2 separate regions of the Danio rerio genome follow, and region 1 is linked to region 2. Evidence: chromatin contacts called from public Micro-C data. All regions are on one chromosome and are shown on one strand. The core of a region is the stretch at or near the end of the contact, and the rest is flanking DNA. Distances in the headings are between cores, read along the strand shown.

Region 1 (3,733 bases), core at 609-3,108, 160 kb before region 2:
GAATGAGCAGTTAGCATGAGAGGTAGGGCTGCACAATATTAGAAAAATCGGACATTGCCATATTCTGTTTTTCTGCGCTATACAATTCTCCCCAGATGAGATGAATAGCTTTATTCAATAATTTAGATTGATTGAGATGGCATTCTTTATGTAGTACATCTGCATAATATAAAATAAATTACAATGATATATAAATTTAACAAAGCAAAGATAAAATTGCAACAAATAAAATGGATTTATGGGGACTACCTGAATAATGTTCAGGTACTGAAACAATAAGAAAATTCGAATGTAAAATTATAAACTCTTTACTGTATCAATCATTAAAAAAACATTTTATTAAAGTTTTAAACGATACTATTTTATTGTAAATACATGCTTTAAACTCCTGAAATTCTCAAACAGTCAAAGTACTTAAAATAATTTGCTCTATTATGGATAAACTGCACTTGCTCTTCAAAGCTCATCGCCTGTTCTGAAGTGTCTGATCAACTATATAACCAACTCAAGATTGCACATCCTGCGATGTGACACTGCGATATCTGAAATGATATACTGTGCAGACCTAATACGAGAAGACCAACACAGCTGACACACTACAGTTTTCAAGCATCTCTTAACCTTACTAACTCCTCACTGTTTACTAGAGAGATTACAGTGTGTTTAGGACAACATTTGAGCCTTTGCCTATCAATCCGTTTAAAAGGAACTGTAAACTACATATATTGTACACATGTTGTATGGACCCTCCCTCATTTATTTTTAATCATATTATTATTATTATTTTTATTATCCACACAATGGAAGTAAACTTATAACATAACTATTTGGTAACTAAACATTCCATCTTCAATCTTGTGTTTTACAGTTAATCAACTTACAGGGAACATAATTTTATATTGAAATGCATTTGAGAAAGGACACGAGGTTGTATATTTTTGCATCACAACAAATAAAGACACTGTTAATTCTAGCTACACTATTATTTTGTGACTGTAGAATGAGACTATAATGTCATTATAAGAGCAGCTGCACAATTGTTTTCGGTTAATTTGCATTTTTAAAATAGTTAATGAAACAAATAACACGTCTTTGCTGTTGGTGCGTTCATTACCTTTCTTATATAAATACACAATAGCAATATGCATTCTGCGTCACCCAAAGAAATCTTGCAAATGAAAAGAGATGATGTTTGATTATATTGTGTTAGTGGCTATTATAGCGTAATAGTGTTTTATACTGTTACTGTATGTACACATGACTGAGCCCAGGTAGGCTACATCAGGCAACTCTTCATATTTACAAGTATAACGAAGTGTGAGCCATTCGTGTTTACATAGCGTGACATGGCATCTTTCACAACAATATCAACGTTTTAACCTTAATTTTAAACACAATAGAGTAATACTGTCGACGTAATCATCAATTTAAAATAGCCACGAGAGACAGCAAGTTACAACAACTTTGCACTGATTTACAGGCCATTTTCTGCCTATAAGGCCAGGCATATATCTCTCAATTGGCAAAATCCCCATCCATGCTGCTTTGAATTCAATATATGTGATCTAGTATTAGAGAGGTTCTGGTGGAGGCATAAAAAGACATTTTATAAATGATGAACGGCGTCAGACATGCACAGGCAAACATAATCATCAGCTGACATCCCTGCTTGCACAAACAACGCGATAAACAATCATGGAGACTCACCGAAGGATCGTCGATGTTAGCCGAATAACCAACGCAATGTGAACAATCATTCGTACACAATATTCTGTAAAAATATAACAGACCATTTGACAAAAATACACGATCTTCTGCCGCAAGCCCGACCGGGCTGGCGTGATGACGACATGTGGAGGGCGTGTCTTCTTTTGAGAATCAATTAATAAATCAGTGGACAAACGATAAATGTCACTAAATATAATGGGGGTCAGGGACAAGATCGAGGGAAGGATCAGCCGCAGAAAGTTAAAGAAGATTTGCAAACGCAAATGTTCTATTTAAATACAATATTATATATATATATATAGGCTTAAATATCTTGGCGTTGTAATCCCTAAAACTAGACTGGATGAATGGTTGCAAAGGGAAATCTCTATTTTTGAAAGTTTTATTAACAAAAGGGGAATCTTTTTCCATGTGTTTACTCTGTTCCCTTCCCATTTCAATGAGTTGAATTTTCATTTTATTTGGAAGAGGAAAGTTCGTTTTGTTGAAAAAGGAACAATATTAGAAAATTATAAATACGTCTGCAGTCCATAGATTTTGATTGTATGAATGGCATAGATTAAATAACTCATTCATCAAAAACTAAAAATGTTTCGCTAGTGATAATAGTTTCTGCTTCTATATCCAGAAATAATCTATAAATAATATTTTCAAAAGTGAACTCTATAACCTTGTGATTTTTCAATACAGAAACTCCCTGTCAAATTATCAGAATTTCATGATCAGGTTTTTTTATGCTGGAAATTAATTTACAAACATAAATTTTTCCCACATAATAAAATTTGGAACAATATGTACATTTTTAGAAACAAAGAGAACAAAGAGGGTGAGGTTCTGAGTCACAGAAATGTTTGTGAAAAATCTAACTTTGAATGGGATCATGCACTATAACAGGATATTGAAATCTATTCCGTAGGCATTTGTAATGATGTTTAATGTGGTCGCCATTATAAATGACACTTCATCGTGTTGATAAATGGACAAGATTTTATTCAGAGTGAAATACCTAATAAAATAAGATCATTGAACTCAAGATAAATTTCCATTACAAGCTAGTAGAAATAATGTGTATTTTTTCCCCAAGAGCTCTAATATTGGATTAAGAACTATGTTTCTTTCTTTCCCCATACCTCCCAGAGCTAAGAAGTACACTTTAAAAGATTCAATGATATTTTCCCATCTTCAGAGTTTCTTAGACATAGATTTAATTTTGATCACAATAATTGTACATTTTGTGAGGTTGACATTGAAACGACTGCACATTTATTATTTCACTGTTTATTAACCTTCTACTCTGATTCATTTGAGTGGCTAAAAGTTTCTCTCAAGTTGTCTCCAAGTTTTCTAAAAATAATATTTTATTTGGTTTATAAGGGGAAGATGTTAATATTAATTTTGTATTAAATAATATTTAAATTCAGAAATTTTATATTCATAAATGCAAGTGCCTTAAAACAAAACTATTGTTTTGGTTTTCCTAAATTAATTTTGGTAATACTGTAGCCTACATCTTTAAAGTTGGTGAAATCAAAAATTAGGAAGAAGACTGTTTAGTTAAAACAATCTTTTCATAGAAGACCCTGTCGTGTAGGCTAATTATTATTATTATTATAAGGCTGTTATTATTATTATTTGTGTTCTGTTCTGTAAATGTAGGTAAAAGTTGTTAGTGGAATTTGCCTTATTGTATTTGTGTTATAATGTAATAAAAATTAACAATGGTCTTTGGATATATCAGGCGTGACCACAGGGAGCCGCTCGATCCACATCCATTCTCTACCTCACCCCTTCTTTGCAGCTGAGATGAGAACTCAAAATAATATACAAAAAAAAAAAAAAAACTATATATATAATGCCTATATAATGTGGAATAAATTCTGATTTTGAGAAATTCGTTAAAAACAAATAAACATTGCAATTGATTGAGTGTGTCAATTGTTTCACAGTAGAGATGGTTTATTAATAATATTAGTATAAATGAGTGCTTGTTCTAGGTCAGGGAATT
Region 2 (4,199 bases), core at 1,663-4,162:
ATAAATACAGATTTCAGTGTGACAGAAAAAGTTTCATACACAATGTGGAATATTTATAACAAAAATGACTTGTATGAAGATGGAAAATATAAATCATGTTTTGTCTTTGAAGAAGCCTTCATCTGTATTACTCTCTTTGATTGTTACAGTCAGGAAGTTTGTGGTCACATCAGTAACTATAACTTTCTCCACATTTATGAAGGAGGGTCTCCAAGCATCTTCCACCCCAGGCTCTCTGAATATATGCGACACTGGGATTTTGGCAATAAGTGAAGGCTGTCTGCTGGTGGAATCACCATGTTCAAGTGTTCTTTTTTTTGAATAGTGCTTTAGGTGTTTCTGGTGAAAGTGGTTTGATTGTGGATTAGTCCTGTGGCCCAGTAAGCCTGCCTCCATTCTGCTGGAATGCAAACTCCACTGTGGAGAAATGTGCAGGGTACTCCTGCTTGGAATGACGTTGCTTTGTTTGTGTGAACAGGTAGCATCCAAGTCCTTGTGAGATATTTTAAGTCTCCCACTTATGTCAGGGCATCTCTCATCATCTTCCCCCAAACCTAACTTAGCCATTTTAGAAGGAATGCTTGCCATGGTTTCATCTGCTGCCCGTTTTACATGCTCTGGATGCAAATTGCTTATATACCCATCTGTGAAGCGTAATTTGGGCTTCCGTCCTCTCTTTTTTGGGGTAAGGCTAAATTCATCTGTGGGTCTTGGTGAGTGTGGCGAATGATGCTCTCTTGGTTCTGGGGACTGAAGCCTTACACTCTCACCACGGTTGACTGTGCTGGGAGGGAAAATGGTGGGAACCACAGCGCGAAGGCCCTCTCTCGCTCTAGGGGCTACTACAGGCTCTGGACTGGAATATGTAACATGAATGCCTCTAGTTGAGTCATTCCTAAATTCATACGACTTTGCCTTTTCTTTAGCTTGGGCCTGCAAATGGGATTTTTAAAGATTAATGCAGAATACTGTGCAGAACAGATACTGACTTTTTTACATACATAAAAAAGCTTAGTGACAGCTCAAGGATAAGTGAACATAACAAGAAAAATAAATTTCACCAAAAATATCTTGAAAAATAATGTAATTAAAAAACAAACCTTTAGGAGAAAAGTCTTGAGTTTTGGCCCTCGTTTCTTGGGACCAAATATTTCTCGCTCACGCTCCCTGAATAAAAAAACAAAAGCATGAGTGAATAATTTTTTTTGTTGTATTATCAATTATATTTTTACATTTCCATTACCTCTCTTCAAATGCGACGAAAAGACGCGGGTCTAGGATATTTTCCTCTGGTTCCCAAGTACTGTACCTGTGAAAAGAATAAGTTTCAAGTGATAAATGTTGATCTTTGGCTAAATTTAAACTACCACTTTACTGCCAGGCTAGCAGGAGACATTGTAAAAAACTTAATGGCTTAATGTACCTAAACATCAACAAGAGAAGCCCAAATTTTAGCCAAACGTGACTTGTAATTAACACTAATGTAAAAATCAAATGTTTCTACCACAGAAGTCTATTATAAGAAAAAAGCTTAACATGGCATAATGTACCTTAACAACAAGTGGGGAAAACCACTTAAAAATTTCAATCAGACTGTACTCATGACAAACACTTTTCTGTTGTCAAAAGACTGAGCTCTTATTTCTGTGATTGAAAACTATGACATTTAGCATTTTCTTCATATTAAAGTCCATTATAAAAGTAAACAGCATAGCATGGCTTAGTGTATCTTACCATGTGGGGAAAACCAAAAATATATCAAATTTTACTTGTAATTAACACAAACTACTACCAAAAGGTTAAGCCTTAATTGCGTAGATAAAGTGAACAATGTCACATTAAGCATTTTATCCCCATTAAAGTCATTATAAAAGCTTGATGTGGTTCCACCAAGAAACAATCAAAATTTCTATAAAAACACTCACAATAAACACTTTCTCCTGCCAAAAGATCAAGCTTCTATTTAGTGCATAAAGTGAACATTATCACTTTAAGTATTCTTAACGTGACTCTGTCTGGGTAAAACAAATTAAAATAAAATTCAATACTTTCTGCTGTCAGGGAATGCTCTTGTGTTCATGTCACTGACCCCCCAATAACATCCTACAGGGAGAAAGTGTAACATAATATTGTTCTCACTTCAGAAGTGAAAACAGGGCTCATTCTTCTGATTATTTAACAAGTTAGTTAGTTACTATTTACAAGTAAAAGTTGACATAAATGTGTTTTTTGTTTAGGTACGGGTAGCTACACGTTATGCTTTTTCCTTTTAAATGTGTTATTGTTCACTCTATCTATGGAATTGCGACTTCTTTTTTCACAGATAGTGTTAATTACAAATAAGGTTGGACGGAAATTTCGGTTTCTGGTTGATGTTTAGGTACAATTAGCCACGTCAAGCGTTTTTCACCTTGTGTGTTTTAGAATAACCCGTTGACAGGGCCAGCTAAATGTTGCAGCATGTCATCTGTCAAAACCAGTGTGCAGCAATAACCAGAAGCTAACCTGTCAATGAGAATATATGGCCCTCGCAACATCTAGAAGGGCTGACAGCCATCGCTGTCACAAAACACCAAAACAAGGAACAACAGACAAAATAGGTATTACTTACTTAGGTGACCAACCCTTCCATTTCACGAGATATTCCATGTGACCCTGCGCGTGCCGTCAAACAGAAAAAAATCGTTAACGCTAATGAAAGCCGACGACATGAGCAGACATGTAACGTTACAGAATATGTCGACATCATTCTTGGACAACATTCCCCCACACATACCCGGCGTATTCGTCTCTTGATGATCGATTCAGCAGCAAACACCCTCTCCCCGACAGCCGACAGCTCCATGTTTTCCTTCTACCGTTAGCTTGCAGCGAAGCTAGCTGAGCGCAAGCTCTGTCCGCCTACTGCTCTAGCTTCAGAATTGCACACAGCCCATAATACTCTCACACACAACCAGACGTCATCACGTTTTTTATCATGTTGCCTTGGCACCGCTTGAGGGTGGAAACCATAAGTGGAAACATTTCGATCATTGGCTCAGCTGTTGCTAGGTTGCTTGCTTTGGGAGTGGACAGGCGGGGCTACCTGTTTGAAAAGAAGTGTGAACGCCACAGAGGGTAAACTTAATCGTATTAATTACATTATAATTAGAACATAGGGATGTATAATCATATAAACGTAAACAGAAGAAGGATTACCTATAGTTCTTCTTTTCTAAACAAACACAATCTGAGATTTGAAAGGTCATTTGCCAATAACAAATTTTCTGCTGAGTATTCCGCGTAAATCAGATTCTCCTTTTTACATGTAGCCTTACGACAAAATCCATGTCATGAAAATGATCACACGTTATCCAGTAACGCTAGTCCACTTGGAAGTTTTAATTTCAAATTTCCCTTTCGAAAAAAAAAAAAAATAGACAGGTTTATATAATCATTTCATATACATATAGGTTATTTGTTATATCTTTAGGCTATTTTGCAGCCATAAGTAATTGAGACATTATAATAAAATACAAACAGCGATGATAATATTCCATTCATTAATATTGTCAAATTTTGGTTTAAAATAAAAAATTCATTCATTCATTTTCTTGTCACCTTAGACCCTTTATTAATCCGGGGTCGCCACAGCGGAATGAACCACCATCTTATCCAGCAAGTTTTTACGCAGCGGATGCCCTTCCAACCGCAACCCATCTCTGGGAAACATCCACACACACATTCACATACACACTCATACACTACGGACAATTTAGCCTATCCAATTCACCTGTACCGCATGTCTTTGGACTGTGGGGGAAACCGAAGCACCCGGAGGAAACCCACACGAAGGCAGGAAGAACATGCAAACTCCACACAGAAACGCCAACTGAGCCAAGGTTCGAACCAGCGACCCTGCGACCTTTTTGCTGTGAGGCGACAGCACTACCTACTGCGCCACTGCCTCGCCTAAAATAAAAAATACAGCACAATAATAAATTATTATTCTATAAAGGAAATAGAAAAGGCAGTCCTAAACAATTTATGTTTATCAAGTCTAGATAATTGCTATTAATAAACCATAATGTTAATGTAAATATTCGTTGATTGTTTGTAATGAACCAATCAAGGCCAATTTATAAAAAGCAACTATAGAGCCTTTTTGGAGAATAGCTTGCCAAATTATACATTTTTTTGGTGACAACAAATAAAATAGC

What was found. Hi-C and Micro-C count contacts between places; a contact is called where the count stands out from the background.
Region 1: a contact with region 2 is called in a Micro-C map of caudal fin, with 2.7 times the contacts expected there. The contact joins the promoter of si:dkey-10p5.10 here to the promoter of cbx8b in region 2. A contact is called at or near these places in 3 of 18 Hi-C or Micro-C datasets (caudal fin, hematopoietic stem cells and an unstated tissue).

Annotation. Positions count from the first base shown.
Region 1 is chr6:24,540,465-24,544,197 of GRCz12tu, reverse strand. si:dkey-10p5.10 (a long non-coding RNA gene) reads right to left here and starts at 1,858. Exons shown (of 2, transcript NR_170261.1): 1 at 1,708-1,858.
Region 2 is chr6:24,379,385-24,383,583 of GRCz12tu, reverse strand. It overlaps cbx8b (chromobox homolog 8b), which reads right to left and starts at 2,912. Exons shown (of 5, transcript NM_001024415.2): 1 at 2,777-2,912; 2 at 2,612-2,655; 3 at 1,244-1,309; 4 at 1,101-1,167; 5 at 1-933. The coding sequence starts at 2,845. The coding sequence ends at 94.